Regions from separate parts of the Gossypium hirsutum genome. Here region 2 is linked to region 1. A link is a contact called in public Hi-C data. All regions are on one chromosome and are shown on one strand. The core of a region is the stretch at or near the end of the contact, and the rest is flanking DNA. Distances in the headings are between cores, read along the strand shown.

What was found. A called contact is a pair of places that touch in the nucleus more often than the background predicts.
Region 2: a Hi-C map of leaf shows a contact between it and region 1, with 1.6 times the contacts expected there. The contact joins the promoter of LOC121229089 here to the enhancer-like site in region 1. A contact is called at or near these places in 2 of 34 Hi-C or Micro-C datasets (both in leaf).

The regions. Positions count from the first base shown.
Region 1 is chrA05:35,789,065-35,795,566 of Gossypium_hirsutum_v2.1, reverse strand. It overlaps the pseudogene LOC107904362. Among protein-coding and RNA genes, the nearest start is that of LOC107903040, 11 kb to the left of the region's middle. Within about 2 kb of position 3,671, at least 6 of the 9 cell types and tissues checked have an H3K27ac peak or open chromatin away from gene starts, as enhancers often do. A contact at or near this core is called in leaf, where this site is marked.
Region 2 is chrA05:36,126,611-36,132,730 of Gossypium_hirsutum_v2.1, reverse strand. LOC121229089 (putative RING-H2 finger protein ATL21A) reads right to left here and starts at 4,814. Exons shown (of 1, transcript XM_041112320.1): 1 at 4,395-4,814. The coding sequence starts at 4,814. The coding sequence ends at 4,395. LOC107904350 (pullulanase 1, chloroplastic) reads right to left here. Exons shown (of 27, transcript XM_041112317.1): 27 at 5,934-6,120. LOC107904352 (rust resistance kinase Lr10) reads right to left here and starts at 4,391. Exons shown (of 2, transcript XM_016830697.2): 1 at 4,250-4,391; 2 at 2,896-4,150. The coding sequence starts at 4,292. The coding sequence ends at 3,057. LOC107904349 (rust resistance kinase Lr10) reads left to right here. Exons shown (of 3, transcript XM_016830693.2): 3 at 1-1,266. The coding sequence ends at 916.

The sequences.
Region 1 (6,502 bases), core at 2,422-4,921:
ATGGAAATGAGAAAATGGTGATTTAAAACATTAAAAGGGACAAACAGATGGAAAACAGTAGCCTCATCATACCTCCCGTAAAAATTCCCTGAAGCGTTCTCTATGAAAATCTTGCTCCATGAGAATTTTGACAGCAACTTCCTGAAGGCACATGTTGTATAAAATAAGTTTTAACAGTTCATACACGATGACAGTGGATTCATAAGTTAATTAGGAGTAGTAATCTGATATAAACAATTGAATTGGGTGCCTTCAAAGACAATCAAATGTGGAACCATGTTTGAGAAGGGAGATTTAGGATTTTCTATTTAATTTCACAAGTTCTGCACCTCCAAGAAAAGCACGAACTAAGGAAAAAACTCAATTTATGAGCTCCCTCATTCATACAACGAAAAAAGGGGGAAGTTACGAAAACAAGAAGAAATCCATACAAACACGAGTAAGATGTGCTTACACAACCACGAAATTCAGCACGATGAACAGTTCCAAAAGAACCTGAAAAGCATTTATTAGCATCCTTAATGTATGATCTTTGAACATACCATAAGATAAAATACAATGCACTTCTTGAATGAGAAATAAGCAGTGTCCAATGTTACTAAATCATGCAGTTTTTATGTTCTTCAGAGTTTAAAACATCATATACCTGCTCCAATTCTCTCTTTTAAAACAAGTTCGCTCCAAGGAATATTCAGATCTTCCTGGTCAAAGCTCATTACTGGATCATCTGATTGCTTGAAGTTAATAGTACATTGCATTGGATCTGAGTATGGAAAAGCTTGATAAACATCTTTGTGCATGTGAGATGTAACAGAACTTGGCAGAGGAGGACATCTGATCAAGTGTGTTGGGTTGATGGCTTTTGGCAACAAATTTGAAGAGTTCAGCATCTGAAGATCTTTATCACAGCCAATATTCCACAAAGTGCTCTGGTGCAGAGGTGAAAGAGAAGATTCTTTGTTGTTGCTTAAGGTGGAAAAGTGGCTGTTCTTGTTAAAGTAGTTTCTATCAAATGCTTTCCTAGGCTGTGGACCAGTTTGCTCATTTTTATTGCTAGCATTGTCTGCAGTAATCAAAGACCAGAAAAATTGTCAAAACCATGTATTGGGCGGTAGTTAATTTCTCAAGCAAGCTCAATTTATCACTTTTTTAGGTCGTATTCGACATGCAATTCTAAGAAACCATTTTGAACATCAAAACTATTGAACTTTAGCAATTGCAACTTCAGGGGGTTAAAGAGTGAATGAGATAGCGAATAATATATATATAGATAGATAGATAGATATTTGACTGAAAAAGCACTTCTTCAATTCAAGTACTTGTCCTCAAATATTTGACTATAAAAAAAAATACATCAAGCACATCGTCTTTTTGTAAGTGCACGAATAACTTAAGAGAATAACCTGAGGAAGCATCAACGCAAGCATGTTTATGGGATTGATCATCAATGAAATAGAGTTTGGCCAATGTCTTGATGTTTGTAGCAATCTCAACCGGTTTAAATCTTGGATGACACAGCGGTGAAGAAACTAAAATTGATGAAGTACCATTGAGTGAGGAATCAGGCTGACTTAAGGCTCCTGGCTCCTCAAACAAATCAACCAAATATTCCCTGGAAATTTGCATGTTAAAGCATGGAATGAGAGGAAAGGGAGCTGGATCTTCTCAATAATAGCTTCATAGAGTTCTAACTTCAAAATAAAATGCCAACAAAAAAGTCTAACTACTTTATAAGGATCAATTTGAGACATTAAAAATTCATCATTCAATAAGCTTTCAATTTGAAAAAATTTGACACATAACCACCTAAATAAAACCTATGTACATTCCAATAAACACTTGTGAAGCGTGAGAGTCAATTCCAATTTACCTGTCAGGACCCAACTGCACAAGACAGGATGAAGCATCTTCCCTCCTGCAATATTTGCAACCCTTTGTGATGCGACATGGTAGATTAACCAAGTCTGCTAATATCTGCAAAAGTTATAATTTGACAACGTTTTCCGTTCTATAAGCATTTTGATTAACAGCCACTCAGAAATAAAACATCGACTGAAATTAACCAATACGTACTCAAATATATGTATGTATACACACATGAAATGATAGCTAGCTTGTATTCAGAGATATACCTTAAACAGTAACACACGATGGACGCAAAGGCCAACAGATAGGCTTCCAATTGGAAATACAATAGAGCCTGAGCAGTTTTTCAGAACTTCGGTGCACTCCTTCCATTGTCTATAAACATCTTCTTCAGAAGAAGCTGCACCCCTGTCGGTAACAACAAAACTTTATTCCTAAGAGATATGACATAAAACCATTGAATCTAAAACTGATGCAAAATGAAGAACATGCATACCCCATTTGGTTACAGACAAGACATGCTAGCCGATTAATTGCATCTTTTGTGCTGATCCAGCTGCTAGATATTTTGAGAACCCAATTTTGAAGTTCCTTCAAACTAGGATCCCTTATTCTATCAATCAGAACAACAGTAATAGACAAATCAGCATGCGGATCAATGGCCCTCAATGACTCGATGGAGGGCATCAGGCCAATCTCTCCTTGATCAGCACTTAAGGTCCATGCATAAGGATCCATCCCATTGACTTGGTAAAATCCATCTGGAAGTCTATCAAAGTAAGACAGAATGCCATTTACCTGAACCAAAGGAAATCAGAGTACCTTAGAAATTCTTCATATGAATCATTAAACTTGTTTTCTGAACTTCTTCAGTCATTGGGATGTAAAATTCATCAACCACCAAGAAAAATAATCCAGAACTACTTTTTCCAACATAAAATACTATTTGCCTGCTTAAACTTGATGAAAAATGTTTTTATTACCATTACCAAAAATATGGTTTCATAGAAATATTCTAAATATAAACACATTGTTCAACCAACAAGAGATAAACATCACAAAAACTATGAAGGACATGGTCACTCAGATTTTTAATTCCAAAAAATTATAAACATGAAAACTTGAACAAAATGGCCAAGTGAAATTGCAGAAACATTATAAATAGAAAATCCAATATTTAATGTATACGACACAGACATTATCCTCATAATCATGGAAAACATAGTAACATAAATTAAATCATCAACCATAAAGCATAAAACCCTTTACTAACCAACAATTCAAGGACAAAAAGAAGTAAACTCAAAGAAACAGAAAAAATGAAGTGATACCCAGAATCGATGAGACACATGCTGAGGTGAAGAAGAAGAAGAAGAAGAAGAAGAAGAAGAAGAGGAAGAGGAGGAGGAAACTCTGTTGGTGTTAGCATCAGAATTGAAATCCAAGAAGTTGGAATCAACAGCAGAAGCAGCCAGCGAAGAAACCCGCAAAGCCAGCGCCAACTGCAATTGGTAACTCTCTTCGGTCTGCTGAGCCCAGCTTCTATTGAAGGAGGCCATCATTTCCGGCTCCAAACCATTCAGTTGGATTTGTAATCTGCAAGTGTTGTCAGATTGATTCCCATACATTGTTTTTTCATTTTCTGAAGAGAATTCACAAAGGAATGGAAATGGAAGTTCGTAAGAAAAGGACAAGTCTGAAACAGGGAATTTTGTGTAAGGTGATTGGAGAGGGCAGTGGGACAAGCAAAAGAATGAAAGGGACGGCCATTTAATATAATGGAAAGTGGGGAGATTCACTGAACTTGGGTTTGTTTTATTACAGGTGGAAACTCTCTCAAAAAGATGATGATTTTGGTTCGTTGAATGTAGATTCCCGGTAATCTGTCCGTATAGTTTGGATTTTTTTTATTTAAAAAAAAAGTCAATTTCCACTCAAATTCAATAAAATTTGTTCAATTTTAATATAAGGTTAAAATTTAGGAAACATTGCTTGCTTGGCATAGTTAGATATATGCCATTTGGCATCTTAATAAATAATATTAATAATCAAAATTAATATCCCATTATTTAATTGATATATTCATAAAGAATCAAAGATTTCATCCCATAAATTAAGTTAAATTTGATGAATTTAAACAAAAGTACGTTCAAATATACTCACTCAAATAAATATATTAAATATTAATACGAATAATTAAAAATCTTTATGCGGTCAATTTGCATTTAAATAATTAAAATAAATATGATTTCTTAATTATACAATCAATCAAAAAAGTGATAGGTACATTGCATTCTCAATTGAGAAAATATAAGATCGAATGTTGAAAATAATATTATTGAGAGAGATAATCATAAATTTCAAATATAATAAAATAAAATAAACTAATTTTATATAATTATAATAAAATATTATATAATTCATATTGAAAAAATATGATGACACAAAAACAATTATGTAAAGCAGTTATGAATGTACTAAAATTAATATTAAAAATCACGTACAAATATTTATTTTAAATTTAATTAGCATGAAAAATTATCGGTAATGACATGATATCAACATAATACATATAATATGCAAAAATATGCTATGAATTGAAACGTAAAAAACAATTACAATACAAAATAAAAATAACATAAATTTATATGAATATATGATTGTTTTTACCCTTTTAAATAATGTGGATCAATATTTTATTTTATAAAATCAATTTTTTAACGTGAATACAATATTAAATTAATCTATACTTATATACGGGTGTTCAAACTTCGGTTAAAATCGAATTAATCGATTGAATCGATCTAATTCGGTTAAAGGATTTTTGGAATTTTAATTAACAGTTAATTCGGGTTGAAATCAGGTAATTAACTGGACTTAATAAATAATATTATATATTTTATGTATTAGGTGATTACTAATTTAGTTAATTCAGTCAAATGAACATTTTTTATTTATTATTTGTTATGTTTTATACTTGTTTTAATAAAAACAAAACAAAATGTATAAATTTCGATTAATTCGATTAACAGGCCAAATTAACGTCCCTAATTAAAGGAATGTTGAAAGGATGTTTCTTCTTAAGACACTTGGCCCATACCATCAGCTCTTTCTTCTTTTGATTTTTCATTTTATAAAAACTAATTAAGTTTTAATTTTGGTCCTTTTAATATGTTTAAATTTGAGATTTAATCATATACTTTAAATTTTAACATAATTTGGTTTGTATATTTTTATAATTCTATTAATTAGTTGAAATAGTTAAAATCGTTAGATTTTCAATTAAAATATTATGTGGTTATATATAATTTAAAAACAGACTTTTAAATCCATAAAGTTGAGAGATTAAATTCTTAAAAGTAAAAATTGGAAGACTACATTCCAAATGTACAAAGTGTAGAGACTTAGAGTTATGGTTTTTGAACCAATTAGACCAACCGGAGTACCAGCTTGAAGAGAGGCATCAAACTAATTGACCTACAAATCGATACATAAAATAGGATATGACAAAACTAAAATATAACACGACACAAAAATAAAACATAAATTCATGAATGTGTTAATTATTAATTCACAAAAATTATATTAAAAGTTACAAAGATATAAATGTTTTTAAAATTAATTTGTATGATAAATAATGATATGGATTAGATAATGACCTCACTATTCTTTTTTATAAATTAAATAACAATAACAAATTATACGTACATAATATGAATTAAAGATAATACGAACATAAAAATAATACATGAGATAAATAAAATTTCAAATAAACAAATATATGGCATAAGCACAATATGCAAAACCAACATAATACAAATAAATATGTCAAAATGTATTTAATTTATTAATACGTAAATATATATATATTTATAATAATAAATCTGCAATATTTTAAACATACAAAAATTTTTATTTTTTATTAAATTGTATATATTATATATATTAGCAAATATATCTTAATTACATTCATATAAATATATTTATATGTAAATATAATTTTTAAATTTATTAATTAGGTTTTATAACTTAATTTAATGATTACATTTTAATTTTAAATGCAATTATAGAAAAATTAAAATAGTTTTTTTTAACTCAAAAGCCTTCCTTTTTTATTGAAGAATAGAACAAAGAAAAACAATAACCAAGGAAAACACTAAAACGAATCATTCAGTCGTGGGATTTTGACTGATAGTTGCTCAAACAAGATCATTAACAATACTGAATAGAGAGCAACCAAACAAGAACTGGAGTCATCAGAACACAAATCCTCACAACCCTTCGAGGAAAACCAATAATTCTATGGAGGTTCATGAAGACGACATTATTAATTTATGAAACGATACATGCCAATCAATATTGTTATCATATTGACTGCCATGATTGAAATTCAATTGATAATGTTGACAAAAGATTTTTGTTAAATTAAATTATATATTATTTTCAAAATAAAAAATACAGAAATTATTAATATTACACACATGAAAAGTAAAACAAAGAAACAAATGTTGAATATAGTAGAGTTGGAAGGTATCCAATATTGATTGGGAGTTTTAAGTTGCTTCAAAGAATGAAAGTGAAAGTCATTTTTGTTCTTAAATTACTTCTACAAGCACTAAATTGGCCTCATCAGCAT
Region 2 (6,120 bases), core at 3,565-6,064, 340 kb before region 1:
CAAGGAAAAGCTGGGACAAGGTGGCTATGGAACTGTTTTCAAAGGTACACTTTCCAACGATGTTTCCGTTGCCGTCAAGCTTCTTAACAATTTCAAAGGAAATGGGGAAGAGTTCATCAACGAAGTCAGCTCCATGGGTCGAATCCACCATGTCAATGTCACTCGTCTCGTCGGCTTTTGCGCCGACGGGTATAATCGAGCCTTGGTTTACGAGTACCTACCCAATGAGTCATTAGAGAAGTTCATATTCGGAGACAAAGGTGAGAATCATTTCCTGGGCTGGGAAAAGCTTCACGAAATTGCTCTAGGCATTGCCAAAGGCATTGAGTACTTGCACCAAGGTTGTGAGCAAAGAATCCTCCATTTCGACATCAAACCTCACAATATCTTGTTGGACCAGCACTTCAATCCGAAAATCTCCGATTTCGGGTTAGCCAAGCTATGTTCTAAAGAGCAGAGTGCGGTATCAATGACAGCAGCAAGGGGAACCATGGGCTACATTGCACCTGAAGTGCTGTCTAGGAACTTTGGGAACGTATCCTACAAATCAGATGTTTATAGTTTTGGAATGATGCTGCTGGAAATGGTGGGAGGACGCAAAAATATCGATGTCAAAGTGGAACATATGAGCCAAGTCTACTTCCCAGAATGGGTTTACAATCGTTTGGACAAAGGTGAAGCGTTGGGAATGAGCATTGAGAATGAAGAACATGATAAGATAGCAAAGAAGCTTACAATTGTTGGACTTTGGAGCATCCAATGGTATCCGGTGGATCGTCCATCGATGAAATCGGTGGTTCAAATGTTGGAAGGAGAGGTTGAGCATCTCACGGTACCGCCAAATCCTTTTGCCTCTAAAGATGAAATGAGGGCTAAACTGCCCATTAACAGAGAGCTTCCCACTATTTCTGAATAATTAAGAGTATATATCTAAGCAGTATCCGATCTGCAACGATTGGTATACATCTCATATTAGATTTGCTCCATCCCTGAGCTGAATGCATTAATATATAACAAACTAATCTTTAACGTGGGTATAGTAAATGGTTCCATAATAATCGTAAAAGGGATGGATATAATAATTTTATTCACCACTACAAGTGGAAGATTGAAGATATTATGAGATGGATAATATGATTGATACTGAAATTTAAATAAATAGTTTCATCTTATGTTCCAACTTTCAATTATTGTGTATTTAAGGTATGCTTGTATGATTTGCTTAATTTTACACATATATCTATACAAATGAAATATTTGTTTGTACATATTTTGTAAATTGATAAATTTTATTTGCAACAAATGAATATATCTTCGATTTTGATTTTATTGTGTTGAAACTAGTGTTAAATTATTCTTTTCTATATTATTAAATGAATTTTCTAGTGAAATTATTTATATTAGTATGATTGATTTACATGTATAGTAGACCAGAAGTTTACCAGTCTAGATATATTAATTAATTAGCATGATTGGTTAAACCATCCTGATTAATAATGATGCGACAAAATAAGAAATTATATGGACATCCATTAAAGAATTTAAAGATTCTTCATTTTCAAGCGTTGCTTGTTCTCAAAGAAGATGATTTATTAACAACCTCATTAACAAAAGTTAAGATTGAATCTCTTACATTTCTGAAAGAAATACGGGTCCATTTTTCCAACAAGTGGATATCTTTATATAATTTTGGTAAATGCATCTACAAGTTAATTACATGTGAGTTATCAACTCACAACTTGTAGTTTGTGAGATTACTTGTTTGTTTGAGAACAAAACTTTTAGATTATGTAATTGAGACGATTCTTACTAATACTAGTGAGTTTGTTTCTTAGACTTTTAATGATTATTGAACTGGTGTTTATACTTATAAAATGGTTTAGCAGAATCTATGAAGTAAAATGTAACATCCCCAAAACCTATTGGTTGAAAATAATAAGAGATATATTCTTAGCAAATAAGATATAAAGAAAGTAAATGATAAAGGATGTTAGAGAAAAATGAAATAAGAAATATGTGTGAAATATTAATTTGAGCTAGGGGCTAAATCATAAAAATATGAAAAGTTATGTGGTCTAAGTGTAAATATTTAACATGTGATGGATTAAAGTATAAATATGAAAAAGTTGAAGGATCAATAATGCAAATATCTTAAGGGTGGAAGAGTCTAGAAAATAAGGAAAATGGATGAATAAGGAGTAAATTAAATACATGGAGAAATTTGATAGACTAAATCACCATTTTACCAAATTAAGTGATGATGAGAATGGAATTTTTTTAAGGATTATTAAGGACAGAATGGTCAATTAAAATGAGAAAATTCTAGATTGTGATGATGAAATGGGAGATATTTTAATGATATTTTAAATTAATAATTAGATAAATACTATAATATTAATATTTTGTTATGAAAATGTTAGTATAAAAAAGAGAGGAAAGATGAAGAGAAATCATCATCCTTCCATGTTCCAACGTGAGTGAGAGAGGTAGAGAAGAAAATTTTGTTTTTATTACAATTTGGTCTTTCACCATAAAATCCATTTTTTCTCCCAAATTTCCTGAAAATTTCTATAGTCACCCAAAGGGAGAAGTGAAGTAGAGACATTAGAGAGTAAGAATATCATCTTGGAAGAAAGAAATTGGAAGTGGAACTGGAGAAAGTTGTGGAAAAAGTGAGGAGATTAAAGAGACAATATAAGTACTTCGATAATTTTAATTTATTTAATTTAAATCAAGAATAGAGTATGCTAAATTGGTTTAATTAATTGTGGATGTTCAAATATTATATATGAAATTAAATTAGTACAATGAAGTAGTAGAAAAAGGACTAAATTGTAAATTAGCATAAATAGGTTATGTGAATTTGAATGTTGAAAAGAGAATGTAAATAAAGTGTGATGAAATAGTGATGATATAAAAAGTGAATGAGTGGGAAAATTTCAAGTTACATTGAGTTTTTTATAATAAGGACTAAATTCTAAAGTGAACAAAAGTTTATGTACTCTTAATTTTTTATAATATAAGAGATCGGTTATTGGTTTGATATATACTCTTAATTATTCAGAAATATTTTGAAGCTCTCTGTTTATGGGCAGTTTAGCCCTCATTTCATCTTTAGAGGCAAAAGGATTTGGCGGTACTGTGAGATGCTCAACCTCTCCTTCCAACATTTGAACCACCGATTTCATTGATGGACGATCCACCGGATACCATTGGATGCTCCAAAGTCCAACAATTGTAAGCTTCTTTGCTATCTTATCATGCTCTTCGTTCTCAATGCTCATTCCCAACGCTTCACCTTTGTCCAAACGATTATAAACCCATTCTGGGAAGTAGACTTGGCTCATATGTTCCACTTTGACATCGATATTTTTGCGTCCTCCCACCATTTCCAGCAGCATCATTCCAAAACTATAAACATCTGATTTGTAGGATACGTTCCCAAAGTTCCTAGACAGCACTTCAGGTGCAATGTAGCCCATGGTTCCCCTTGCTGCTGTCATTGATACCGCACTCTGCTCTTTAGAACATAGCTTGGCTAACCCGAAATCAGAGATTTTCGGATTGAAGTGCTGGTCCAACAAGATATTGTGAGGTTTGATGTCGAAATGGAGGATTCTTTGCTCACAACCTTGGTGCAAGTACTCAATGCCTTTGGCAATGCCTAGAGCAATTTCGTGAAGCTTTTCCCAGCCCAGGAAATGATTCTCACCTTTGTCTCCGAATATGAACTTCTCTAATGACTCATTGGGTAAGTACTCGTAAACCAAGGCTCGATTATACCCGTCGGCGCAAAAGCCGACGAGACGAGTGACATTGACATGGTGGATTCGACCCATGGAGCTGACTTCGTTGATGAACTCTTCCCCATTTCCTTTGAAATTGTTAAGAAGCTTGACGGCAACGGAAACATCGTTGGAAAGTGTACCTTTGAAAACAGTTTCATAGCCACCTTGTCCCAGCTTTTCCTTGAAATCAAAGGTGATCCTCTTGATATCAGCATAGGAATATCGAGAGGGCTTGAGAGCTTTGTAATCTTCCAAAAACTGTTCGATTTTGCGCTGAGCGTCTTTCTCTTTTTTATGCAAATGGTGCATATATAGAACAACAGAAAGGCTGAGTGCAAGAAAAAAGGAACCGATACTTATACCTGCATTCAAATAACACCCACAGGGATCCATCCTTGTCAGATATATGTTTCATCATCATTACTTTCCATTAATTTTCTCATTAGATTACCCAAATGTACCTGAAATCATCAGCTTCGTTCTTGCACCTGCACACATCACCATTTTTAAACTTTATCAGCAGCATGCTTTGCTTCTGATTGAAACAACACTTCCTAGGAAAGCTTTAATTTGGTTAAACAAGCTGTTATCATTACTGTAGTCGGATTAGTCCTCATCGGAACATTCGAACAAAGTAAAGTTTCCCAGTTCGCTGTAATAATAACTGTCCGATAAGAGATTGAAAGGAGACAAAGACATTGTGAGATTTGGGAGCTGATTTTGGACGCAACCATCTTCAGCATACACTTGAATCATTTGCTTTACATAATCTATACGCTTCACCAACAACTTCACCGATTTGGGCAGCTCCAGCACCGTCTGGTTCTTGTTGTTGCAGGACAGGTTAAACCCTGGTGAGCCACAGCTTTCATGTTGCCGGCCTTTTAATTGGAAGGGGAACCGCACGGAGGGGGCGCCGCGTTTGCAGCTCATCGGCTGGCAACCATCTAGATAAGTTGAGGGTGGAGCAAGACCAACTGCTGCAGCACTGTATATCAAGAAGAAGTGAAAGATAATAATCACCATTTTAATACTTCTTTTTTGTGTGTAAACTGAGCAATTTTGGAGGTTGAACAATTAGTGGCCTTTTATTTTAATGTCGATCCATCACGGTGGGGACTGGGGAGACGACCGAAGTTTCCAAGTCAACTTTTGTTCCTATTTATTTTATTTTTAAATAATATTTTTAAGATAATATTCTCATCTCAAATGCTCAAATTAGTGAAAGCAATCTAAGATTAAGTATATAAAGTAAGAACATGTGCCATTTTCTCTTTGGTATCTTTTGTTCTATATTTTATTACATATATTTTTTTCTCAAGGAAAAAAAATAAAATAAAAAAATATAATATAATTAAGAAATAGAACAATTTCTCATAAAAAAATACTATCAGACTTATAGTATCGAAAACGATATTTTACAATACATAATTATCATGAATAAGTTTAATTTATTTTTTTTTACAACACGTTTAGATAATACATAATTACCAGACGTTTAAGTTTAGTTTAATCTTTTTCATAAAATTAATTAAGTTATTCTTTATTACCAATAAAAGGAAGTCCAAGAAAGTGAGTCATTTTTCTCCATGGATAAACTTCTTGTTTACTACAAAGTTCATTGAAGGTTCCTTTTTCCTTTTCAGTCGACTATACCTCCCAAGTGTTTTACGTGTAATTTTGACTTTGAACTTTTGATCCATTTAAAGAGAAAAAAATAACACGCTTTTCTTTTTATGCCAACTATACTCTAATGTAATAAATCAATGTTTTGATTTTTTTACTTTAAAATTTTATAAAATATATACAGAATAATTTGAATTTTTTTATTTAAGTTATTGAATTGTTAAAATTTAAAATTTATGTCATCAATCAAAGACTCTTTTATCATTTTTCTTTTTTATTATTAAATAACTTTCTTCTCTGATGTTTAACATTGACTGTCTGATCTTCAACATTATCCTTTTTCATAATAATCTATATAATTTTTATTGCATTGTGTCATTTTATGTATGAAATTTTTTTGTTGATGTCATATTTTTGTCTCATGTTCTTGTAGTTATGTTTTAGTTACTTTCCTGTCTCATGTTCATGTGATGCAATTGTATCATGTCCAAAATTACCAAGTTGACTTAAACCCCAAAGTTTGAAATAGAAAGATTTTACCATTCATATGTACTCATCAGTATCTACATTAAACACCAAAATCTTTACCAATCCTTATGCTATTTGCTTCGTTACCCTCACAGTACAGTAAGCAACCCAGTATTACCCATATAATATGGTATAGTTTCTGCATAAGGGAGAACCCTATGACTAGGCACCAAATTTT